2 separate regions of the Gasterosteus aculeatus genome follow, and region 1 is linked to region 2. The links are chromatin contacts, called in public Hi-C maps. All regions are on one chromosome and are shown on one strand. The core of a region is the stretch at or near the end of the contact, and the rest is flanking DNA. Distances in the headings are between cores, read along the strand shown. Region 1 overlaps mtcl2 (microtubule crosslinking factor 2). Region 2 overlaps LOC120829322 (oxysterol-binding protein-related protein 2).

Region 1 (6,581 bases), core at 2,199-4,698, 72 kb before region 2:
CAGGAGCGAAGACTTTATTGGTGAAAGCAAGATTGTGAATTAGTATCTATTAGTAACCTACTAGCATTTAAACATAGGGTTAAACATAGTATCCTAGATAAGTTAATGCGTTACCATACTCCCAGTCATCATTTCTGCTGACATAATAATAAAATGAATGAGTGATTTCTACTCCAACACGGCTGTAGATGGATTCTCAATCCTCAATAGCAAACCTCAGGTGGCGGCATTCCACGTGGGCGACTAAATCGAAAATTCATATTGATTTATTGACTGCAAAGGAAATTCTTGCCAGAGATTGATCGAAGCAAATATGATCGGCTACCGAAGCCCGTTTTCACAGCAGACGTTTTGATTTGGTTGATTTGCAGTAAAACGGAGGGTGTCACTAATAAAAATTCAGCAGTGCGTCGGCACGCCACTGTGAAACCGAGCAACTGCTCCACCACGTTAGCTTTGTTCACCTCCGCCTTCCCAACTGTGACAAATGTCAAAATGCGTTCCATAGAAAAGGGGCGTCTTACCTCCGTCCCCCCTCCACAGCGACTCCGTGCTTCCAGCGTGTTCGACCACGCTGAAGAGGCTGGAGAGGCCGTCGGTGAGGCCGTTCAGGACCGGGCTGTCCCTGGTGGTGGTGGAGCGAGCCCAGGCCGAGCGTCCTCCTCCGCTGAGGGGTCTCTGCTGGAGGCTCCACAGGCTCCGGTCCCTGGAGGAGGGACTGCCGTCCAGTCTGGAGGTGGATCCTAAAAAGAAACGCAGCAGTCAGATGTCTCCACCTCCCAAGCGATAGTGTTTGCAGTGGATGTCGGGGACCAGAGAACAAAGCCCAATTACCGGAGGACACTCTGCGTTGCAGTTTCGGTGACCCATACTTGGGTGAGCAGCATGGCCTGTCGATGCGGCTGTGGACTTTATCCAGGGATGTGGATATCTGCCGGCTTCGAGCAGACGCCAGCGACGACGTGGTTGTTGACGAGGGGCGAGTAGACCAGGCTTTGGAGTGTAGGCCCATCCCTCTGCTGCTGGGGAGGTTGTCTGTTTGAAGCCCGATGCTGACATATTGCCAATTGGTCTGCGTGGACCTGGTGGACACGCCCAGCGCCGCCTGCAGGGCAGACATAGAAATGAAGTGTTGAAGAGACAACATGACGACCTCATGTTGTCAATGAGTCCTGGATGTATATTAATATCTGGTAACATCTGAGAGTGCCGTGAAAATCAGCATCCTTTTTTTTTTTACGAGTCACTAGATACACAAGACAAAATGCTGCTTAGTATTACAGGTTCAAATGAATGCACCTTCAAAACAAATCTAAATCTTATGATAAAAAAAGACCAAAATTGTTTGATATAATCAGATGTCATTACAAGATAGTGATGTGATTATTTTACATCTTGCAAGATGTGTCGTTTTATTCATGGCTTTAGCACATTTTATGTATTATCTTAATAAATATTCAAAAAGTCTGTTAATCACAAACCTGCTACAGTTATGTGAAGCCCATTTAACTGGTGTATGTTTGACTATGAATTATTTTTAAAAACAATGTACCTGACTCCCCGGCTCCTTGGAGGGTTTCCTCTCCAGGGAGGAAGAGCGGATTGCCTGGCGGACACAGTTGGTCATCTCCTTCATGTCGTCACTCAAGTTGGCGGAAATCTCCCCGATCTCCAAGCCGTGGAATGCCGACGTGGGCGCCCTCCCATCGACAGAGCCGCCGCTGCCGCTGCTGCTGGCGACGCTGGGGATCGAACCAGCGACGCAGCCGCTTCTGCTCTCCAGCAGCTCCCTGTGCTGCTTGGACAGCGAGCTCAGCCACTGCTCGTACGAGGACGAAACGGAGGATGGAGGGTGTTGCTGCTGAACCTCATGGCTTCCCGCCGCCGTCACGTCTGCGCCGGAGCCACTCACCCCCAGGGAGGAGCTCCCGTCCTGGGCCCGCTCTGGCTCTCTGGCCTCCCGGCTCCTCCTTCGGTGCTCCGTGCGTCTCACCGCAGGGGGGCTGTAGTACATCCGGATGCTGGTGCGGTCTGGAGCAGTGTGGCTCCTCTGGACCGTCTCCAGATGCAGATCTGATCCCACCGAGCCGCTGCAAGATCCGCTGGGACCGTCCCAGGTTTTACAGGTGTACCCAACCTCTGGGGTCTGAGGTGAGAGAGTGGAGACAAAAAATAAAAAAGCACAAAATAGTGAGCACTATACATTTTTAATACGTCTTTTCCACCAGTCTTTGAATAAAAGAAATTTTAAAGGAGTGATTGTGTCAAGTCACACATTGGTTACCTCATTGGTCAGGTAGGTCCAGTTCTTCCTGGTGAGGTCACCCAGCTCTGGGACAGAAAACTGAGCACGGTGGAATTCTGGGCCATCCAGGTCCGATGTTGATTTGGTTCTTGGAAAGAGAAGCAAAGCGAAACATTGATGAAACACTCCTATTATCAAACAGACGTTGTGAACAAAATCATCATTGATTGGCTTAAATCTGTGAGGTAATATGTTTGAACGGTTACCTCGGCGACCCTGTTCCATTCGCTACGACTGTGTCTGCAGAAGACTCGCTGCCAAATGACTTTGACTGTGAGGACAAAAAAAGGAACTGCAGTCAGTGAAACCGCCGAACTATTCATTGTTTTATTTACACACGCAAATAATTGTTGTGGCATTTTGTTACACTTTTTCTTTCACACGACAGACACATTCATCTCACTGCCGTCCCCTTTCTCTGGAGCTGTTTTGGCATGAGAAAGTGGAGGCTGACAAGTCTAATCTATCTGTGTCAGACAGCATGCAACACACACACACACACACACACACACACACACACACACACACACACACACACACACACACACACAGAGTTGGGGATGCTGAGTCAGTTTGTTGCACGCTGGAGAGGTGATCTCACACTTTAATTTCCCCACAGAGCAAAGGGACAGAGTGGGAGACAGGAAAAGGCCATCTGCAGATAATGGGATTAGTTGTGCAGATACACTGATGGACTTGCAGACCAGGCTGCTGGGTTCCGTGCGCAGTACCGACAGACACACTACTTTTCAGACTAGATTCCACAGAACAGGGTTACTTGTACCCAATGGGGTTCTCCTGCAGTTGCCAGGGTGACTTCCACTTCACAACCAGAGGCAATCTCAATGCACCCAATGGGGTACACGAGTTTAACAACGGCTCTGTGGGGGCACGACGCACACAAAGGTACCAGTGGTTAAACGCAAGTACTGTTTGTTGACCTTTAAAATAGAGTTTCTCCATAAATCTAGCCCAATCCATCCCAACAGGAAACACATCCAATTTTAAAATAACTCACAAAAATAAAACAGACTGAGGAGTAAACATCTGATTTGTGCAGCCGGCTACTTTTACACTGACTGACCTGATGGGGCCACTGTAAGCATACGTCAGAAGCCCCTGAGAGGCCCCACGGTATAACACAAGTAGAGTAGATAGTAGATGTGATTGGTGCTTTCATGGAGAAAAAAAAACTACCACTTTAAAAACTCTGATGAAATCCCTCCCAGACACGTTGCAGCAGCTTGGCAGCGGCTGCTCTGGGCTCTAATCAGCAGATCAGACTGACCACAGTGAGGCAACGACATCGCTTCCTCACGCACGCTGCGGCATCGACAGCTGAGTTTTCTTGTCTGCATCGGCGAAGTATCCCAAGGGGAAAAATATCACTCGATTGGATTGAGTTACAGCCGTAGGGTCGTCACATTTGTGGCAAATGATATATAATAAAAAAGTTAAAAAAAGATTTAAAAAGAATTAATAAAAAAAAATGGGTGCACATCAAGTGAGAGCAGGGTAAAACCATTAATACAATAAAATCGTTGATGCGGCATTTCAGAGTTGTTTTTCATGCAGGTTGCAGGTTTTTTGTCAGTCTGCAAAGCGGCTTTACTGCACGAGCTACAGCTTTTTTTAAATGCTAGCAGTGATACTTATCTCAGGCACCCTTATCCCCTCAGATTCACCCAACATCTGCTCACTTCTTCCTCTTTGACATTTCTCTCCTGCGCGCTCACAAGCACGCACGCACACACACGCACACACACACAAACACGCACAGAGGCCGCCCATCACACCTTCCCCTGTTGTGCAGTGGCCTCTCCCAGTCTCTGCTCCCACTGAGCTCTTTCCTGGCTGAACATCTCCAGAAGCTCCATCTTCTCTCTGCCCCAGTTCCTCTCCCCGATCTGAAGCTGATTGGTCCGCAGGCGGGTCACAGCGGAGAGACGAGAAGAAGAGGCGAACATCAGAGGAAGAGGAGGGACGGGGAGCGCACACCACCGGAATATGAAAGTGAACACAACTCCTGAGCCTTTTCACAAACGGAAACAGAGCTAAAGTCCAAACACAGGCGCGGACGTTGAATGTTGCTTTCAAACCCAACTCGGTTCTCTGAGACAGACACTCACCTGTTTCGTCAGGTCCATCACGGCTGCGTAGGAATCGGCCAAGAGGTGCTGGTGCTCCTCTCGCTCCCTCTTCAGCGCCACCTTCAGGTCCGCCGGGTCCGGAGCGTCAGAGACGGACAGCGCTGCCGCTTTTCCTGATTTGGTCTCAAGCTGAACGGAGAAAGACAAAGACATTGTGGTAAAAATCTGATTTACACCACCACAGTTCACCCTAAATCATAGGATGTAAAATCATTATTTTATTAAAAACTTTTATGAAAATTCATTTTTTATTAATCCCTCACGTCAGATCAATGTTATTTCTTACAAGGAGCTTTAAAAAGATTAATTTCCACTATGTTATATAATACATTATTACTTAATTTGACATTGTCTTTGATTTTAATCTAAACATGCAAATGAGTATCAAAATAAGCCCTTTTCAAAAGTACTTCTTATAAAGGAGGGGTGTTGAAATAGTGCTGAGTGAATGAATAAGCGGCATCATCCCATGATGACCTTATGATACAAAATGTCTTTATCTGCATGATGAAACTAGTAATATCCTGTCAATATCATTGTAACTTAATTACAAGCCGCGGTTTTAATTTATTTCAAGTGTTTTGCTCCGTCGCACTATGGACAGATTCTGTCAACGTGACATAGTCATAACTGTGCAAAATCTATAACGTTGTTTCTGCAGGAAAAAAGTGCTGGCAGTGCGCCGAGGAGTTCTTCATCCACACAACGACATCAGCACCTTTCTGAAAAGTTCTGACATTGTAAACTAGCTGGAAGGCCGAGAAAAAGACACTCAGAACAACATGTTAAATGACCTCATCCACGACCAGACGAGAGGCGAACGAGGATGAGATGCTTATGCTTTCTGCCGCTCATCCAATGGTGTCCATGCGTTGCCGAGGAAATGAGGAGGAGAACACAGAGCACAATCTAGATAAATCCTCTCAGCCCGTCACCTTCTCACTGCTGCTTTCTCACCTTCTATTTCTAGGTCTTTCACCCCCTTTTCCCGCTCTCTATAAATCTGGCCCGCTGTCACAGCGCCTGGTAGGTGGCATCACTTGAAATTTTTATGAGCAGCTCTGCTCTCCCCTTTTTTTTCTTCCCGTATGCGCCTCCTCGTTCACACAGCCGACACTACCGGGCTCATCAATTCGACAAGCGCGCACACGCACACACACACACACACACACACACACACGCACACACACACACACACACAATGATACACAACCGTAGACCCATCAATCCTCTGTTGCTCTCTAGCATGAAAGTCTGTATAAGGTGCCAATGGAACCGCCTGGCAGCCAATCACAGCGTAACCTGTGCGCGCCCATCCCAACTCCCGTCTCCCATGGTAACCGAGCTGCTCATTAACGCATCCTTAACGAGGTTTACTGCAGAGGCGTTAAGGGGGGGTGGGTGGGGGGGATTTCGCTGGAGTGCTGGAACCTCTTGGTGGCTGAGAGACGCCTGCTTCACGACTCGCCGTTAAATACGTTGAATTAAGTTTCATAAAATGATCCCAAGAGGATCCTTCAAGGCTTGGTGGGTGAAAAATGTGGTTTAGCCGAATTAATTCCTCCTAAAAGTCAGGCATTTATTTCATCTTTGCCTTTGGTATTTGCTCCATCACGTGGCTTCCAATCAGAAGCAATTTATAGTTGACGTAGAAAGAGAGTATTTGTAGCGACACGGAGCCGTGAGCTATTAACAACAACAACAACAACAACAGCGCCGTGGTAACAAACCCCAATCAAACCCACAGGGGCCTTTCAATGCTGAGTGGGAGGTCAAGAGAAATTACCTAATTTGACTATTATTAATAGATCCATTAGTATTCTTATAGCAATCAGGGTGAGCATGAAAAGTAAAACAAGTATACACATATTTAGCCACTGTCAGCTTCCCGTAGAGTATTTTCAGTTCAATAACAAATTAGGAATAGTGCATCCATTTATGTACAATGGTACTTTCCTGTAGTTCATTGTTTCAGTAATGGTTTGGTATCAGAGAGTGGCGCCTGGTTAGTGTAGGACGGAGCCGCGTTGGGCAGCATGTGATTCGCACGCCGCTGATTTTACAAACGCTCGACGCCATCAGTACTTTCAGCCGTCAGCTCTTACTTCCAGGGCAAGCAGCAGCCA
Region 2 (6,694 bases), core at 2,269-4,768:
TTAAAACAATTACAAAGGCAACACACACGTATATAGAAATTGTCAAGTCACACACTCACTAACCGCATCCGTACATGTGTGTTCAGGCAGTTGCCGCTTTTGCTGTGTCGGCAGTTGCGTCTCAGTGGGACAGAACTGGGAAACCCTTCAACCCTCTGCTGGGAGAGACTTTTGAGCTCACTAGGTAGACACACACACACACACACACACACACTGCCTTCGGAAGGGCCCTCAGTATTTGCACGCCCTTTACCATCCCTCTTCTCCAATGTCCTCTATAGAGAAGATCAGGGCTTCCGGCTGATATCGGAGCAGGTATCCCATCATCCACCAGTCAGTGCCTTCCATGCAGAGAGTCTGGTCGGGGACTTTGTCTTCCACGGCTCCATCTACCCCAAACTCAAGTTCTGGGGCAAGAGCGTTGAGGCGGAGCCAAAGGGGATCATCACGCTAGAGCTACTCAAGTGAGTCCAAAAGTTTTATTCCTCGTCTTCTCCTTTATCACCTCGGCCATTCTTTCATGTCACTTTCTAATTCCTCTGTTCTTCCCTGCCCTTCATCCCACCCTGATTGTGACTCTGTTTGTGGTTTCTGCTCTCCTGCAGGCACAACGAGGCGTACACATGGAGTAACCCTTACTGCTGCGTACACAATATCATCCTGGGAAAACTGTGGATCGAGCAGTACGGCACGGTGGAGATAGTCAACCACAGGTAAACTACGCTTAGGAGATGTCGCCTGTTATGTTTGTGACCTTTTCCTGTTGTTGGGATGCTGAATATATGGTGACACACCGGTTTATCAAGTTCAGATTGAACAAGTTACAGTAAAAAAATGGGCAAGAACGTTCATTGATTAACTTCATAACTGTTTTCCCGTTAATACTAAACTAATGTCGGAGGCTCCTCACAATTTCCTTGGTATTCCAACTAACTGCAACTATATTCCATCTGCCAAAGGGATTTAATCAAAGCCAGAAAATTGACAATCATATCAAGCAAATAAATGCTCACTTTTATAATTATGACATCATTTTTATTTCTCTTGTATGCAATAAAGTGGATTTAAAGGGAATTCAAGTCATCAATAGTGCTCATTGTCCTTTATTGGTGCTAAAGAATGATTACAGTATCACTGAGCCACACACACACACACACACACACACACACACACACTCGCTCATAGTTCTTTAGAGGAAACTAAGTTCCAATATAAAACTAAGCTATGAATGGTCATAGTAACGCTGTGATATCGGTTGCTCACCAATTCACACCGCGCTTTTATTAGCGTTTTGTGCGATCGTCACAATGTGGCACTGATTTCCCAATTTACTTAGTTACATTTTTACTATGGAAAACAAAGGCATGGCAGAGATAATGGTGGGTTCTTTTTCTCTCTCCTCTCCTTGTGCAGCACTGGAGACAAGTGTGTGATGAACTTCAAGCCCTGTGGGATGTTCGGCAAAGAGCTTCACCGAGTTGAAGGGTACATTCAGGATAAGAGGTTAGCGTTCACTCTCACAGTTTGTAACTATGGCAACCACAGTATATTATATCGTTTCACAGCTGGTGACATTACCAAAGTTTTTATACTAATCAGGTTCTTCCTCCTCATCTCTTCGACTTTCTATCGCCCCCCCCCCCCCCCCTCCCGTTCTCTCTCTAGTAAAAAGAAGCACTGTGTCATCTATGGGAAGTGGACCGAGTGCATGTGGAGTGTGGACCCTCAGGCCTACGAGGCCCACAAGAAGTCAGAGAGGAGAGGAGACAACAAGAAGCAGAAAAATGTGAGAACCATTTAGAAGAATTCTTTATCCGGCACCTCTACTGCTTATATTACTCCCATAGTCTGAATGTGATAGTCTACTTCTCTACAATTGGTCTTAGTCCCATTTGTTATTACTAAGTTCTCCTCTTGAGTTCCTGATGACGTCCACAGCAACCTGTGTGGTCTCAACCCGGTTAAATTGCTGGGCTTGTGGAGGCTGTTGAGATCTGTTTGGTCATTTGTAGTGAAGCATAATATCTCTGATAACTCTACTGAAGGAGGTGACGGGCACTTCCTGTAGATAGTTAGTCCCGTACCATGTGATGTTAGACTCCACTCAGCCCTGAGCACATTGATTTTAATGGCGGTGACAAAGAAGTGTGTCATTTCCAGGAGGAGCAGGAGGGAGCGGAGAACGATGACGCGGACGATATGCCTGACGTCCAGGAGACGGTTTCTGTGGTTCCAGGAAGTACTCTGCTCTGGAGGATAGACGCCCGACCGCCACAGTCCGCCGAGGTATGAAAGTAAAAACACATGCACGCTGCCAAGGTCCAAGTCCCCCCAGATGAACGTCCCTGAGGCTCCACTGACTAACACATCCATAATCCCTCTTCTTCCTCCCCCCCTAGATGTACAACTTCACCCACTTTGCAATGTCTCTGAATGAGCTGCAGCCCGGCATGGAGGCCTTCTTGGCCCCCACAGACTGTCGCTTCAGGCCGGACATCAGAGCCATGGAGAATGGCAAAATGGGTAATTTGATTTTAAACTCCCTAATCAATGCTTTGTGGAGTCCTGTTTGCCTTGTTTGGCAGCAACGCCCTGCAGAAACCTACAAAGATAAAATTATAATTACAAGTCACATCTGACACAGATCACTGGTACAGATTATTCTCTCAGTGTAACCGAAAACAAATAAATGACTGTGATGCTACCGACTGAAGGATGCAACTGAAAAAGATACAAAGAGTGGAGAGTAATAAGACGATGCTGCCACCTGCTGGCGGGTCTGCGTCATCATTGATCTCCATTAATGATCCATGTGTTGTTCTTCTGCAGATGAGGCCAGTAAGGAGAAGGAGAGACTGGAGGAGAAACAGAGAGCTTCCAGAAAGGAGAGAGCTAAGAACGAGGAGGAGTGGACTACCAGGTGGGAAACACACATGTGCGATCTCTCAGTGCTCTCAATTCAATGCACACGTAGCAACGCTGAGCTCTCAACAGTTCATTTCAAATTGATTTAAAATGATTGCAAAGCAACTGAAAATATGTCTCATCTGTGCAGAGCTTTGTTAGTGTGATGTGAAGATTATGCACTCTTTAATGGTAGTTTCTCTAAAATGTGAGTTAAAGTCCAGGCTTTTTGATGCTGGCAAAGACCTAAAAGACTATATGTTTAGTTACTTAAAGGGGCAATAGACGACTTCTCAGCTCCCTCCCCAGATTCAGTCACTCATTCAGAACAGCTGTTACTTTGTTTGTTACTTCTTCCACTGCTGACAGTACTGGCAAAGAAGTTCCACTGATACTCTGGTAACTGTGGATGGTCACCAGGGGGAAAACAAACCCCCTATGCACGTCCTGTTTTTGTTGCCTGAGGGTTGGTGTCACGTGTCTTGTGCAGGAAAGCCAGCCTGTGTGTGTTTTCCCATTGTTGATCTTTGTGTGTCTCTCAGGTGGTTTCAGATGGGCACCAACCCGTACACCAACTCCCAGGGCTGGCTGTACTCCGGCGGCTACTTCAATAGGAAATACCAACACATGCCTGAAATCTACTGATAGCCCGGCAGCCTTCGTCCGCCTCCTCCTCTGTACCGTGCAATGACCTGCCTGTCATGAAAGGGAGAGAAATGTTATGAACCCACGTACCCATCTTGATCTCACGGCCTTCATCGTCGTCCTGTGTAGACTGAGCGACCCTCCCCGCACTGAGTGCAAAGACTTACAGAGGACCCGCGTGCGCGTCACTCCTCGCAGCCTGCACGACGACACGCTTCAGGTCTTTGTTTTTTAAATCTTCACGTAAAGTCTTAGGCGCTGCTTTTGTGATTTTTGTATTGCATATCGACAAGCAGGGTTTTCCCACCTCTCGCCGTCGCTTAGAGCACAAGAATAGTTTTTATTTCTGACCACGCAAAACGAAAATGAACAGCGCACAAACTCCGATGTATCCGATCTGAATGTTAAACGTCTTTACAATCAAACTCTCACCAACCTGCCGAACCTCTGGACCACGAGTTTCCCAGGCATGAAGTAAAGCATAATGATCCCATCAATGGTTCATGGACAGGCATCCAGTCAGCAGGGACATCAGGGATGTGAATTCTCTTTTGACTGAGATGAATCTCGAGAATGCTTATTCTTTATTTTTTAGGAGCTCTGCAAATATACAAGTATAGACATGTACCACTGTACAGAAAAAAACACGAGTTCATTACTGGCGGACGCGTTGTATCCCTGGAACATTTACTCTTGCTGCCCCCCCAAGGTAGAAAACCGGTGTTTCCCCGACAGCGTGAGTGTACAGTGTGAGGGGAACGTGCGACCAGATGAGACGAAATTTAGTTCTGCGTAGTTTGATCTGTCCCTTTATGGAAGGAGTTTGACATTTTTATTGGAGAATATTTAACTGCTATGATGGAGCCGCCACCGTTGAGCAACAGTGCTGACATCCCCAACAACAATTTAAGTGACCGCAGCCTCACATTCACGGTGTGAGTGTATTAATATGTACAGACACTTATCAAGCCATGTTAGCTACAAGAGAGCGAGCGTATTTGCTGTGTGAGTAATGGCAATTTACATTATTGCTATTAATCTCGCTCAGTAAGGCCCAGTTAAAAAAAGAACAATCGTATCGGCGTAATATTATGTGACATGATCTGCAGCTGGATTGGATGTTTATGTATACGGATCCTCTACAAAATTAGAAAATTATGACAAGGCAAGATAAAAAACAACTATAGATTAAAAATGGAAAGCCGCGTCGCCCTGGTCGACTCATTATGGCCCGCGGCTCGTCTCATAATCCGTCCACGTTTTTTTTTTTTTTCAAAAGAAAACCCTAAAGAGAAAGTTAAAAAGCACATGGATGAATGTTGGCGCAAAAAACAAAATGAGCGAAACAAGTGTCCGAGGGTGAAAGCAGTGCACATCTAGTATTTGTACAGAAACTCTTCACTACCTGCTGCTGCGCTCTGCTCCCGATTCGCACCTCGACCCTCACGTTCCCCCTGTTTCACTGGTGAGAATGTTTTTCACAAAGGGAAAAAAAAGCACTTTGCTCCTGTGCTTTTGTTGGGTGAAGAAAGAAAGAAGGCGATGGATCTTCTAGGTTGCACCTTTTTAAATGAGGACGGAGGCGGTGGCACACAGCTATTGAGCAGCATCGTGTCCCTTGTGGCTCTAAAGTCAGGGCGACCAGAGCGTCTGGGAGCCATCATGCACTTCACTACAGCAACTCTATGCAACCGCTGCACCTCAACATGGACCTGTTGTACAGCAGCGTCCCCCCCCCCCCCCCCCCCCCCCCCGCTCCCCCCCAAGAGCACAGACACACTCGTTGAGCCTCTCAGCTTCGCAAGCAATTCCTTTGCCTTCTTAGTTTATCTTACATTCCAAATGAAAAGGACATTCTTCCAATTTTTGGGGACGACGCATCTTGTATCGCCTTAAATGTTCGATTTGTGTGTTTTGTTTTTAAGAACTTAAATCTATGACTAATGTTTAGTGCCTGCTCTTTACATTCCCTTTTTTTAAATTTGTTTATTTATGATTGAGGTTTCATGAAATAATTCTGTTGTCATTTTTCTTTTTTCTTCAACTAATTCAAACAGCTCTTCATTTAATTATTTCACCGTAACATGAATCTTTATAGAGGAGCAGAGTGCGTTATCGGGGCTTGAAGTGAACGTCATTCACCAGTTTAACACTAGTCAGTAAAGTGTGAGATTTGTTGTTAAAGTACAAAATAATCTACATCGACACTACTTGAGTTGAAGTTCACACCAGCTAAATGCTACAGTTGTAAATGATCCCACAACAGAAACAAACTCTATGGAAGGTAGTTGTTGACCGTAAAGTGATTTGAGCTGGTGAAGTTGTGCGAGTTGTGCGAGCGGCTCAGTCTGACGTTGTGAAACTAGATTTGTTGCTTTGAGTGTCGGTTCTTTGTTGAGTTTGAAACTATCACGGGGTTCTCGATGTCGTATGTGTACAAGTGCTGCACAGAAGTAATCACAAGCAAAATGGCATATTATTTTGTGTGATTTATTCCTTTTAAAAAAATAGTATTTAAGCAATTTTTGGTGAGAGAATTGTACCAGTTTTATTTTCAGGTGAGGGACTGTAAGGGGTCATATCCAATCTGTGGACATTTTCACATTAATGTACGAGCGGAAATGTTAACTAATAAATCCTAATTTCAGTTTATAACCTGTCTGTGTTTTCTGTTTTTTTAGAAGAAAATGATTACATATTAGATATTACTTCAATTTGCTGAAAAAATAGAGCCAATAAACCACATGAGTAGATCTGATTCTTTGGACTTTTCACTCACAAGTTTTAAAGCCTTTACATATAATAAATAAAACTTAATTTGAGAGTTAAAAAAATCAGACTTTAGAAGTTTAGTGAGAGAATTTACAGAATACAGCAAGTCGACTCTCATATAAGCAGCATCCTGTACGCCGCCCACACGCAGATACATCGTCTCCCACAACGTAAACAGACCCGTTAACACCCCCTGTCTCCGTCTCTACGGGGGGGACTTATCTGGAAGTTAGGCCGGGTCATATGTGGACCCGTGTCTGGTGTCTGTAGACATACCTAGAACACGGCTGCCTGTGGTCTCATCCGTACGTTGCCAAAGAAATAGACAAAATCAGGTGCTGGAGTAGATTTGACTGTTCGCTTTGTTGTAAAC

Evidence for each region. Hi-C and Micro-C count contacts between places; a contact is called where the count stands out from the background.
Region 1: a contact with region 2 is called in a Hi-C map of skeletal muscle, with 2.8 times the contacts expected there. The contact joins two enhancer-like sites. A contact is called at or near these places in 2 of 6 Hi-C or Micro-C datasets (skeletal muscle and tail fin).

Annotation. Positions count from the first base shown.
Region 1 is chr2:15,489,763-15,496,343 of fGasAcu3.hap1.1, reverse strand. It overlaps mtcl2 (microtubule crosslinking factor 2), which reads right to left. Exons shown (of 24, transcript XM_078086245.1): 16 at 4,435-4,584; 17 at 4,102-4,218; 18 at 2,512-2,576; 19 at 2,285-2,393; 20 at 1,553-2,146; 21 at 835-1,105; 22 at 525-743. Among protein-coding and RNA genes, the nearest start is that of LOC144389403, 22 kb to the left of the region's middle. Within about 2 kb of position 3,448, at least 2 of the 9 cell types and tissues checked have open chromatin away from gene starts, as enhancers often do.
Region 2 is chr2:15,418,180-15,424,873 of fGasAcu3.hap1.1, reverse strand. It overlaps LOC120829322 (oxysterol-binding protein-related protein 2), which reads left to right. Exons shown (of 14, transcript XM_040193343.2): 6 at 87-184; 7 at 282-464; 8 at 606-713; 9 at 1,414-1,503; 10 at 1,666-1,786; 11 at 2,161-2,286; 12 at 2,400-2,523; 13 at 2,830-2,920; 14 at 3,447-6,201. The coding sequence ends at 3,549. Among protein-coding and RNA genes, the nearest start is that of LOC120829322, 17 kb to the left of the region's middle. Within about 2 kb of position 3,518, at least 1 of the 9 cell types and tissues checked has open chromatin away from gene starts, as enhancers often do.